2 separate regions of the Mus musculus genome follow, and region 2 is linked to region 1. A link is a contact called in public HiChIP or PLAC-seq data. All regions are on one chromosome and are shown on one strand. The core of a region is the stretch at or near the end of the contact, and the rest is flanking DNA. Distances in the headings are between cores, read along the strand shown. Region 1 holds the start of Map2k6 (mitogen-activated protein kinase kinase 6). Region 2 has its middle 70 kb from the start of Gm30158.

Region 1 (6,332 bases), core at 2,762-5,261:
TAGTATTAATCTGTGAAAAACTGAGAATCTCAACCCTTGTGTCCAGAAACTGCATCACCAACACACACACACACACACACACACACACACACACACACACCATGCTAGAAAGAAGAGAAAGCAACACCAACACAAAGCAAACAGGAGGCCCAAGGTGCCAATTCTGCCTTGGTGTCCTGAGACCAACAGAGTTATAAAACACACCAGCTCAGATTACAGGCTAAGCATGACAAGTCTGCCTGATACGACCCAACAAAGGCGTGTACACTGAATGAGAAATGTACACATCTGGTGCTCCCGGGGAGAGTGAATTACAGAAGCAGAGATTAACTCAGGAAGGCTGAGATGGTCCCTGCCATTTTCCATGTCCCTTCTGAAGTACAACTTGGAAGCATTTCTTACATGACTTACTTATGACTGCATTCAACTAAAATAAGCTCATATTGTTTCGTGGTTTTTTATTTCAAGGTGAATAGAAAAAGAAGCAAGAAAGACTGGCTGCTAAAGGGGTCAAATTTATATATTTTCAGGTAAACCAGGAGATGCTAGAACACCTTCTATTCCTCAGAAGACCATTTTGGCCGATCACAATAGCTTTCTCTCCGGCTAGTGTAGATGACACACTTTTCCTGTGGCTTGCCTTCCTGTAATATGCAGGAATTCCGGCACTCTCTTGGACCCTTCCTGTTAACTTACATTTCAGATTTCCTCAAAAGGCACACTACTGCTTTAATATTTGAAAAAGAAAAAAAAAAAATGTCAGCTCAACCCCAGACAGCTAACACAAACAAACTGAGAAACATACCACCTAAACTTACAACTGTGGAAAGCAGAATCTCTTTTTAAGAAAATTCTTTCTTGGAATCTCACTGTTGGTAAAAGGCTGAGGAGAAGCAGCCCAGTCGTTCCAGCTCCTGGGCAGTCTGTAATTCTTTGCCTCTGCTATGCCTTAAATTAGAGGTCTGTAAAACTGAATTACAGTGATCTGAAAAGTTCGTAAAGGTTCGTGAATTGAACATGCTGTTAAATTCTTCATACTGTGAGACTGTACCCACCTCTCTCCGTTCCTCCCATTTCATCTGGCTAGAGTATTAGAAAGAAGTCTGGAACTAAGTAGAAAAAAGGGGGGGGGGGTGCTTTTGGCTATTTGAAGTCAGCCTTGCTGAGCCAGGCAAAGTCCACATAAAAAAATCCAGGCCAAGACCCCTGGCCATTTCTAGAATAATTGCCCACATTTTTCCACCAATAACTTTCCATTTGGACAAACAAACCCTCATGTTCATACCAGATATAGTTTGCAAGCAAGGTCTGGTAGAAGAAGTTCATCTACATAAATGGAAACTAACATGAAGGACCACCCATCCTTGATTCATGATCAAGAGTGTATACATACCTCCCTGTTAGCTTCCAAAGGAAAAAGAAAAAGCAAACAAACAAACAAACAAAAAAAACAAACAAAAAAAAACATGACCTTCGGGGAAAGTGATTTATCTTACAAGTAAGACCAGAAACTATGGAGAGAGGAAGTTACTTTAGAGCCCAAGGTCCAAACTGGGTGATGGTAAGGTCAGTTGGATCTCAGTACCTATAGCCTTCCTCCTGCAGCTTCCTTACAACTCACCAAATAAAAGAATCATTATTGCCTCGAAACTGTGGTAGGCCCGTTTCTCTTCAATAGCTGGGTTTTTTTTTTAAATGTTTTTATTATAATTCTGTTTACTTATTCTGTATGTAGGGGGGTGTGCGTGGTGAACTGTGGAGGTCAAAGGACAACTTGTAGGAGTTTCTTTCCGCCATTTGGCTTTGGAGGATGGAATTAAGATAGTCGGCTTGGCAGCAGGCACCTTTACCCATGGGGCCATCTCACTGGCCCAATCTGTGTCACAGAAATGTCCTCACATTCTTACTTTCTCAAACCAGACGCTAATTCTTGGAGAAAAAGACTTCATTTTAAATATTCTCATGTACCCCCAAACTCTATGCACATAACACATACATGCAAATATGCATGTGCATGCACAAATAATTATGCATACATGTATCCAGACATAAGCATGTATTGCATACATACATATATTAAGCTGAATTGAATGCATGAGTGCATGTTTACCAAATACAAAGGAACTAGAAGTTATCTCTTTAGTGTTGCTATAGCATGGACTGACTTTTGTACTCTCTGAATTCTCTGCTCAAGAGTTTGGGTTTTCCCAAGCTAAGGAATATCCACACCTTAAAAAAAAAAAAAAAAAAAGCCAACTTCTAGGTTCATCTGCACATTTCTGAAACAGGTAAAATATTTCCTCCTCCCCTAACATTAAACACAAAACAAATAAAGAACAACCATAAACAATCTTACTTGAAATTCTGAAGAGCAATCCTTTTCTTCCCCGGATCAGATACATCGTGTTCATCCGGTAGAATTAAATGGTATCACACCTCCAAACACAGTGTGGCCAAAGCTTATTGGATACTTTAATGTCCCCAGATCTTGCTCTAGAGGTGGCCCCAGTTAACCTAGCACACCTCTTCATTTTGGGGCTTTTCTCAGATGCCATCAGATTTCTCTATGTTAAGGAAGATTGCTCTCGAAACAAGCCATTAAAGGTCTTCCAGCAGGCACCTAAGCAGCTCTGCAGTTTCTCCATGCAGGACTTTTTTTTTTTTTTTTTTTTTTTTTTAGTTCCCTCTACAGAACATCAGTAAGTTTGCAAAATACAACCTTACAAAACATTTTTTTAATTAAATTTGAAAAAGAAAAAGAAGGCAACCATAGTCCTGAACTTCTGACCAAGTCTATGCAGTTACACACTTAGAAGATTTCACTGTAGTTGCCAATGAGACAGTAAAGTCTCAGGTTTGCTCTAATGCTCACAAACACGCTCACCCCCTGAAATCCTCCCCCACACACAAAAGCATCTTCCAAATGGCCAACACATTGAGGTCTTCCCCTCTGCAAGCAACTGATACAAAGTATAAAACCTCGGAAGAGCAAGACTTTTTTTTTTAAATAATAATAATAATACACTGCTCTCCAGACTTCACCTTTACTTCCCTTAAAAAATCAAAAGTTGCCTAATGTCCACAGCGAAATCAATAAAAATGTAAGCTGAATGCTGCCACCGCAGTGGTTCCTTCCCCCCAAAGAATAGAAGATCACAGAAATTTCCTGCTAGTTTAAAGCGAGGTTTGCCTTTCATCTTCACCTCTGAGACTTTTTGAAAGTTTGGATTCCTGTTGCACACAAAATTACTGTGAATATGCGTGCATACTAAAGAAATGTACTATTATATAAAGCATTGCACATTTGGACGCTACCAACCTGCTATATCTCTCCTGACCGTGCAAAAGGCAGAAAGGCTCGGTAATCCTAGCAGAAGAATGCAAATAATGTCAATGCACAGCTCAACTGCAAGCCCTGCCTTACAGGAACTCTCTGTGTCTGCAAAAAAAGAAAAAAGAAAAGAAAAGAAAGAAAAGAAAAGGAGAAGAAAAGGAAAAGAAAAGGAAAGAAAAGGAAAAGAAAGGAAGAAAGAAAGAAAAAGACACACACTAAACAGGAAATGCAACTGAGCTGTGGCAAACCTCAAACTTAAAAATGCAATCGCCGGGCGAAAATTGCATCCATGCATTCACGAATGCATGCATAAGCCTTTGCATTTTTTGCAACTAATGCAAACAGTCTCTTACCTTTCGACTGAGACATTTTCCCCTTTCCTTTGATGGGGGAGGGGAGCACAAAAGACTTTGCCTTGCTTCTCTTCTGTAGCTAGTTTTGCAACAAAGATGCAAGCTGCAGGCGTGCAATCTTCATGCAAGTGGAGTTTCTCTTGACCGATGCAGCAGATGGACTTTCAGGGAGTCAAGGTGGAATTGCACACCTTGCAAAACAGTCTAGAAAGTGATTTTTCCCCCAGTTGCAACGTTAGGGAAGGCTGTGCTGCAGCTACATGATGGGCCAGGGCTGGCAGCTAAAAGCTCCAAACTTGGAACTGAGTATCTTAGTGCGCAGACGTCCTTCCTGCGAAAGGCGCGAGGCCTGCTGGGTAGTGTAGTTCTCCTGTAGAGTCCACGCGTCTCTGATTTAAGGAAACGTGCTCCTGTAGGTGGCTGAGCTAGATGACTGACTAAGCGCGACAGAGATCTCAGATAAACATCGCACGTACACTCTTTAGTAAGGGAAGGGTGACAAACAGCGCGGTCCATGATAGGAGGCTTTTTCTGTTCTAGAAAAACCCCTGAATCAACAGCTTAGAGAGCACAGGGGTAGCGAAGACGCTTTTGGCACCCCTAGACTAAGGTCTAATTGGGGGTTCAATGTGGCTTTTTTTTTTTTAAACCGGCTCAGTATCTGTGAACTGCTCTGTCTGTAGACCGTTCACCCTGACATCTCATTTCACAACAAACATTTTTCTTGAATGGAGATTTTTGGGGTGATTTGACTCTTCAGACAAGATACAAAGTTTTTTTTTTTTTTTTTTTTTTTTTAATAAGAAGCGATCCAGGTCAGTTCTTTTCAAGAAAGCAGAATTTCAATGCTGGATAGGGATTAAGGAAGAGAGATTTACGAAGTTTCTCATTTCTTACACAGTTAGACAGGAAAATTTGTTTCATATATATCAAAGGCCAATTTTAATCAAAATTAAGGTATTTGATTTTTTTTTTTTCTTGCCTGAGGCAGGCGGGGATGAAGGAAAAAGTCCCTGGCCTTGAGAAGAAAGGGCGGCTGGTGGAGAACAGTAACCTTACGTGAATAAAGTCTACTATCTTGAATGTTTTTCAATACCATCAAGAGATGTTTGTTGGAAGTCCAGAGTTTGCTAGGCATCTTCCCAGGCTTTGGATTTTTCCTTTTTCCTGCAGTGCTTGAGCCTAGAGCTGGACTGTGTCTTGGTGGGGGAAAGCCTCCCGCTTCACTGGGCAGTTGGAGATGCAAACCTTCCCTGAAAGGGGTACAAATCGCAACACCCCCACCCTCACCTCCACCCCTTTCCCACCCACTTCATTTCGAGGCAGAGAGCTCGGGCTTGGCTTCCATTGCGCCTAGTAGAACACCTTCAGGAATGTTCTTTCAGAGCGAATAGGGAGGGAACGGTGGTTTCAGGCATCTGATCTATAGGCAAATCAGTGGGGGAGTAAGGGCCACCTGTCCATTCCTGGGACACTGAGAGTACCAGGTTGCCTTGTATACAAGCGTGGTGGTGGTCAGAATATACTGGGTGTGCGGGATTATTACAGGGCTTTAACAGCTTGGCCTTAACTCAGAAGCTCGAGGGTGGAGATAAATGGTTTTGAAACCGGGGAACTTAATCAAAGCATTGCTTTAAGAATGTAAATTTTCCCTTAGTGATCTAGGTGGGTTGGAACTGGGAGAGGCTAGAGATAGGTCAGGTCAATTGTGGAAAGCCACAAGAGCCACTTTGAGAGAAGATTCATGTGTGAGGGCTGCTAATGAAAATGTCTGGAATTGTATTAAGAATTCTAGGAAGCCAGGACCATCTGAGTAATGCCGGAATCAGAGAGAAAGCTACCATGTGTCCTCTCCTCCCCCCCCCCTCCGCCCCACCCTTGCCCCCTCCCCACCCCTGTCCCTGCAATGCTGGAGATTGAATCTAGGGCCTTAGGCATTCCAGGCTTGCAAGCTACCAATAAGCCACAGCCCTGGTTTGGTTTTTATTTTTTTATTTTTTCCTTTTGAGGCAGGATCTAGCTGAGTTACTCAGGTTGGCCTTTGAACCCAGTCTGTAACACAGACAGAGTCTGAATCTGTAATCCTCCTGCCTCTGCCCAATCCCACCACAAGTTAGCAAATCAGCTCTTAAAATAAAAATGCATTCAATTGGGGGAGGAAGGCATAAGTTACACCCTCTGACCTTTACTGACATTCTTTTGTTGTTGTTGTTGTCGTCGTCGTCGTCGTCGTCGTTGTTGTTGTTGTTGTTGTTTTTAATTCTTGAGATCATGCCTTGGCTGGCTGGCTTACAACTCAGTGTAGAATTTACAGTGATTCTCCTGCCTCTGTGCCCCTGAAGTGCTGGGGGTTATAGGCATTTCCCACAATTCCTGGCTTCCTTTACTGATGTTCAGGAAAATTAATCAAGGCGACTTCACATACAGAGGGGGCAGCATCTGCCTGTGAGAGAAGAGCTTTCTGTTCCATGTGTCCACTTGTAAGGACTTTCTTTTGCCTTCTCTGTCAGGTCTACTCCCTGCTATACCTTCCCACCTTCCTTCTGCATATAAGCAGGCTTAGAGCCTCCTCCTTCGTGGGCCTTTAAAGTCTCACTGAACCACCACATACATGTGTAGTGATCCATTTCAACACACCCCCATCT
Region 2 (6,343 bases), core at 2,298-4,797, 1.0 Mb before region 1:
ATTTCTCCATCCAGTGCGTTGCTTAACTTTTTAATGTAATAACCACCAGAGGGCGAAAGAGATCACATTTCAAAGGACTTAAAGGCCTGTTTCAGCCAGTAACCCAATCAATGATGGTAAATAGTCCCACTGGATGGAAAACCCAAGGCTGAGCACACAGCCTGTCTGCATCAGCTTCCATGCTAAACACAGCATGTTAAACGTGTTTAAGGCAGATTTATGTATAAAATCTAAGCAATCAATTTCAGCAAACTAATTCCCAAAGTACAAAATATTCAATAAGGTCTCCCCTGGCCATACTGCTTTAGATGCGACATCTAAGTGGAGAGATGTTACATACCTACATACGCAAGCATATTCTTTTGCTTTGCATGGGCCAGACTTCCACACCTTATCTTTATTAACAACACCTTCTTTCATTCTGAAATCACCTGGATACCCCATCTATATTCACAGATTATCTATGCTTTAGGTACACAGAGAGGACTCTGAAGGAACTATACTCAATATTTTCCTTTAGTTATCTTTCATTGGACAGCCTGATTCATAGCTAGACATACCCTACATAGCCACATCACTAGACATCACAGAGACTTCTCAATATGCTCAGTACCATCCTACCCCACCCACACACCTAATTCTAGTGACCTAACACATTCAACCATGGAAAGGCATTAAGTTGTACCTTGTCCTTGACAAAGAAGAATAAGATATAAGTCTTTGGAGGAGAAGGGTTCAGAGGTAGAAATTATCAAGGAAGTGATTTCACCGCCCTAGGCAAGGCAGGCTTTTCTTCTACCTTTGGCATAAAACTAAAGAGAAAAATTTCTTCCTTCAAAGGGGCATTTTAACAACTGAAGTGTTCCAGGAAGCCAGGATCCCATTGTTAGGGTAAGCTTTCCAATGACACGTCTGTTTAGGTAATGTCCAGGCTGCATTTTCATCCTCTGGAGATATCAGAATTGGAGTAAGTATTTTTAGCACTTGAGAGAGGAAGGAGAACGTGTTTGGGTCTGAGTTTGGTTTCACCATTTAGTTCGGAGTTGCATAACCAAGGAAAATTGCTCAACATCTTTAATCCTCCGGTTTCTGGGGGCTAGAGAAGTGGCTCAGTGCTTTTAAAACATTTGCTGATCTTGCAAGGGACCTGAGTTCAGTTCCTAGCACCTTCATTGAAAGGCTTACAAATGCCTTAAAAGTTCTCCTGAACATCTTCCTTCCAAGTCTATCACATACACTATCACTTTGGTTTCTAAGGGAAACATCAACTCTTCAGTTGTTAAAATTTCTCATCCAGTGTGAATAAACAACAAAAACCAACAGCGAGTAGGTAAATAGATAGCTGCCTTTGTCCAAGAACACATAGACAGACACAGACATACGAGCAAACACACAGACAGACAGACAGACATGCGCACAGACACACAGACACACTTTACAGTATACAGTGGCTATATTCGAGTGACTTGATTTTTGTCTGGTTTCCATTTAACTCCTGAGGGGGGAAAATGTCAACTCCACAGATGTCTTCAGACAGAAGATTTTAGAGCCCAGAGGACTGTGAAGTTTCACCTTATCATATATAGCACCTGGACCTACAGAGATTTTGCAAGAGACATTACTGTAATCCAGAAAGATCAAAGGCAAATGAGTCATTTGGACAGTCCAGTTTCAGATGGAGACTTCAGAATAACATTCAAAGATAAGCCATACAAATTTAAACCCCTGGGGATTGTTTATTTATTTGTGTGTTATTGTTATTTATTTGTGTGTGGGGAGGGGCACACATGTACATGGTGGCACGCATTCATGTAAAAGCTAGAGGTCAAGGTCAGATGTCTCTGTCACTCTTCACATTATGTTATGAGGCAAGACCTCTTGCTGAACTTGACCAGCTTGGCTGTCCAGTGAGCCCCTGAGGTTGTCCTGGCTCTGCCTGCCCATCAGTGAGGTTACATACAACACTTGTTGTTTCTCCTGGCTTTTCACATGGAGCTGGATATTCAAACTCAGCTCCCCATTCTTACACGCCAAGTACTACCCTGACACAGTGCCTCACACCAGTCATTTTTTCAAAAAGGAAAATAAAAGTTAATTTTCATTGTTTCTTCTTCTTTAACATGCATCCTTTACATCCTTGTCTGTAGGTGGATGGTAACCATCCACAAGATTTAGGCTCTTTTAAATCCCAGAATGTTTGCTTATGCTCCATGCTTAGATTGTACATTGGATGACAAAACTGTTTCCTTCTGTTGGATATGTTTCAAGAACTGGACAGAGCAATTTTGCTTACTTTCAGTTAGCTAGGACTAATTACAGCCCTGTATCCAACTAGGAGGAAACTATTCTTTGTCTTTAAGAAAGAGGAGGTGCTAGTGGTGGAAGCCCATGTTCCCTAGAATTGTGAGATCTGATATTTGGTCTATGAATGAGCTAATTTCTCTTCAGTGTTACACAATGTTGAGTAGGAAAGTTAAACTTAGTGTTTGTATCATTGCCCTTTAATGTTTGAGTTAGCATGTGCTGCTAACTTCAGATAGAGGATATTTACCAGGTGGTAATGATCCTTGAAATATAATTCCTTTTGCTTAAAATACCGAAAGTAAATAACACAGAAAGCACAGTGAAAAGGGATAAACTACAAATACACACACACACACACACACACACACACACACACACACGACACTACTTAAGGGGCACAATGACCAGGACGTGTGCCCTATTTGTGATAATGTGACAGAGGAGAGGTAAGAGAGGAGGGTGGTCAAGATTAACATATGGAGGAAGCCAATTAACATAAAGCCGCTCCCCATAAGAGTTATATTTAAGGAAGCTAGACATAAGTATAGGAGGAGGTGGGTGCTATTAAAATGACTAATAAAAACTCTCACTCTCATGGCCAAATGCCTTTTGAGGTCCTAAACTTACCTAGCTCTCTCTAGCCTGTTTCCATTCTCTCTCTCTTTCTCTCTCTCTTTCTCTCTCTCTCTCTGTCTCTCTCTCTCTCTCACCTCTCTCATTGTCTCCGATCTGATTTCTTTGCCCAGAACACATTCTGCCAAACTGTAGACTTTATTTGGATGCAGAGAAAATGATTTGGTTACTAAGAAGGGGCAGGAAGTTCAAATGGAGAAAATGACAGGACCAGAAGCACAGATGTGAAGCAATGGACACAGAGCTCTGCTCCTGCATTGGACCAGGTAGCAGTGAATGTCCTGTGCAGGGACAGAGACTTCCATTCTCCAACAAGTACCTGTTGCATACATCTTCATAAATCATGCAAGGATTTGTGCTCACTCAGGCATTCAGGTCCCTCTGGTGAAGAAGATGAATTTATTAATCACCTAAGTGCACAAGAAGACCTCTAATATTTTAACCAGCAATATCCTGTGCCTGCTTTTATGGAAATGTCCTCCTTTGCAGTGATCTCCCAAAAACCTTTCAAGGGCAGCAATCTGAAGAAGAGGAAGCCCAGTCCCCTCCATGCCTTTGCCTGACACTTTGGCAGATCAAAGATGTCATCTTACAAAAGAGAACTTTTCAAGATGTGGTCAGGAGACTGGTTTTACAGAGGAAGCAAACAGAAATAAATCCCACAGTCACAGACAAGAATGGTCTGCTGCTCCTCAGTTCTCTTCTTGCTCATGTTGCCAAATCTGGAGGCACCAAACCCCAGGGAATGTAAAGAACAGTCTCTCTCTCTCTCTCCCTCTCTCTCTCTCTCCCCCCCCCTCTCTCTCTCTCTGTTACTCCATGATTCTTTACATTTGAACTGCAATCCCAACTTCATGTTATTTTCTGAAGTCATTGAAATGGCATCCCTATATGTGGATAAATCTCATTTGAAATTTGTTGGTCACTAGACTCTGAGCTAGGAGACCAAATTTCACTTCATGAAATTTGGTGTCACCTTTTTGTCCTGTTTGAATCTCTCTCATATGTATTTGTGAAATTCTCATAAAAACTAATCACTCTATTTCCTTGACAGATCATATTTTGTGAAAGACAAAACAAATCCAAACAACCAACCAAAAAACCTTCTGCATTATTTATACTCAAAGAGACAAACAAAAATGTCCATTTCAAGAAATCATAGTTCACAGTCCCTTTTCTCCACTGTGGATTAAATGGCAAGCAGAACATTTCACAGGTGATACTGATTTACCACCTGCTATTTTGATTGGCAGGGACTGGAATCCATATCCACTTAATTTACTGGTTTATGGAATAGGTTCATTAAGAAATGAGAATGAGTCTTATTATTGCTGTTAGAAATAAGCGGCATGGTCCCAAACAAATCACACCATGCAACAGATCTCACATGGAAGGTTTATTAGGAGGGTGTCAGAGGTAGCCTCTGGGAGAGGGAGGAGGAAAAGAGAGAGGGAGGACCAGTCTTTTATCTAGGCGATGATGCGTGTGCCAAGGGACATAGCAAGAATATAACATGCATAAATCTTCTAAGTGATAAATATATTCTTTCATGAGCTGGGTCAAGATAATTCCCTTTCTCACTGAATTGTCACACAATCCAAAGTACAGCTTTCTGTTTGAGGATAAAAAAGAATAGTGTGTTATTCTCCATCATGTTTAAGTTTTGTTGCATGTAAAGCAGTCTGAAGTCTTTAAGCAAAAGAATTGAATTAACAACTCATTTCAAACACAATAGGTATGTTATACTGGAATTTCATGGCATCTCCTCTTTAAAATTAACAAACAAGCAAGCAAACAGAAACTATAAGAAGTGTTTCTGAACTCAAAAATTATCAAGCTCTATAGTAGAGCTTCAGGAATGTATATTAAATTTGCAAGTTATCTTGCACTATTCTTTTTTATTCAATACACTAGACTTGTACATTTTCCTGTACAGTTCATAAAAGACACTCTCTACATCTGACATTTTAAATAGATTTTTTAAAGTTATTTTACACATTGGATTGAGGGAGTGGAACTAAAGAAATAATTCCTGCAAAGACAGGAGGGAAGGAAGGAAGGAAGGAAGGAAGGAAGGAAGGAAGGAAGGAAGGAAGGAAGGAAGGAAGAAAAAGGAAGAAAGGCAGACAGATAGATACACCCAAGCATGGGGATGTCTTTGACCTAACTATACACCTTTTCAGTTCACTGACAAGTTGAACTTGGAATGGGCTAACAGTAACTCAGATGGTGACCAAGGGGGCATTCTAGGGCAGAAGGCAAATGCACCTGTGATGGCCACCGCTGTGGAGAGGAAATAAATATTCCGACTTGTCCAAAGTGCTGACGCTCTGGCTTCTGTTTGGAGTGGTCTCCATGTTCTCCTAACTTCACTTAATTGTTGTGAAGTCAGGCTGTTAGACTGACCCTCACTTCCCAGGAAATGAGGGCTCTGGTAAGGTCAGCAGGGGAGGAGGCTTCTGGGTATAATGTGGGTCAATGGCATTGGCAGCCAAGTCCTCAAGAGAGGAAAATCTAGACTAGGGTGGCTTTTTGACTTAGCATTATCTGTCTTGAGAAAATTTTCTCTGACACTTTCTTGATGAGGCAAATTGCCAAGCCAATAGAAATGTTTGCCACAGACTATTCCAAATCAACTGTGATGTGGCCTGTCAGCACCAATATATAAGCTCACCCCCTCCCCAATTTTCTTTTGTTTAACAAAAAATGCCACAAAATTCAAATATACTTTCATGATATTCAACTTGACTTAAACTTTCCCCCAAGGTTTTAGGTTAGGTGAGACATACTGAGAAGTTAGACTGATTCATTGAGTCTACAATAGTGAATGGACCTTGTGACTGAGGCTGACACACACAGGCATACTGAGAATTCTGTTCTGAGCATTTTTCTCTGACTTTGAACATCAATTTGCTGAGGTATTTTAAGCACCAGATTGCTTTGCAAATATTTATTTGAGATGTGCCTAGAACTGAGAAGTTGTTTCCCAAGCCAGGAAGAATCGTACGGGCACATTTATTGAGTTTTAGTGTATTGGCTTCTCATCAACCCCCCAAGAGGCAGATAAAAATAAGTGCAAATAAACTATTGGCAAAGTGTGAAGTTTAGCTCACAAATGCGGTGTTTTCTTCCACTGAATATGAAACATTCATGAGTATGCATTGCACATATCAGCTCAGAGAGTCAATACAAAGTTTTCTGGGGCTGAGTTTAATGCTTGTTGACATGACTGTGCGGTAGAAGCAAATGATGTTTCATGCAGAGTTTGGGTAGAAAGGACCTTAGGGAATCTTATACACATTGATCTTCAGTATCTGGATATAGTTTTGATGGTGAGTAACCAAGCATCAGGGTCTGATCATTGATTGATTGGGTGGCAGAAGGATTCCAGGATGGGTTTGAGTTC

What was found. HiChIP or PLAC-seq counts read pairs in DNA pulled down with a chosen protein or histone mark.
Region 2: a contact with region 1 is called in an H3K27ac HiChIP or PLAC-seq map of microglia, with 10 times the contacts expected there. The contact joins the enhancer-like site here to the promoter of Map2k6 in region 1. A contact is called at or near these places in 10 of 39 promoter capture datasets (the 3T3-L1 cell line, the C10 cell line, cranial neural crest and 6 more), 1 of 115 datasets of contacts at active chromatin or transcription factors (microglia) and 3 of 9 other capture datasets (embryonic stem cells, liver and macrophages).

Annotation. Positions count from the first base shown.
Region 1 is chr11:110,396,781-110,403,112 of GRCm38.p6, reverse strand. It overlaps Map2k6 (mitogen-activated protein kinase kinase 6), which reads right to left and starts at 4,011. Exons shown (of 12, transcript NM_011943.3): 1 at 3,688-4,011. The coding sequence starts at 3,703.
Region 2 is chr11:111,439,690-111,446,032 of GRCm38.p6, reverse strand. No RefSeq gene overlaps it. Among named protein-coding and RNA genes, the nearest start is that of Gm30158, 70 kb to the left of the region's middle. Within about 2 kb of position 3,547, at least 7 of the 459 cell types and tissues checked have an H3K27ac peak or open chromatin away from gene starts, as enhancers often do. A contact at or near this core is called in macrophages and microglia, where this site is marked.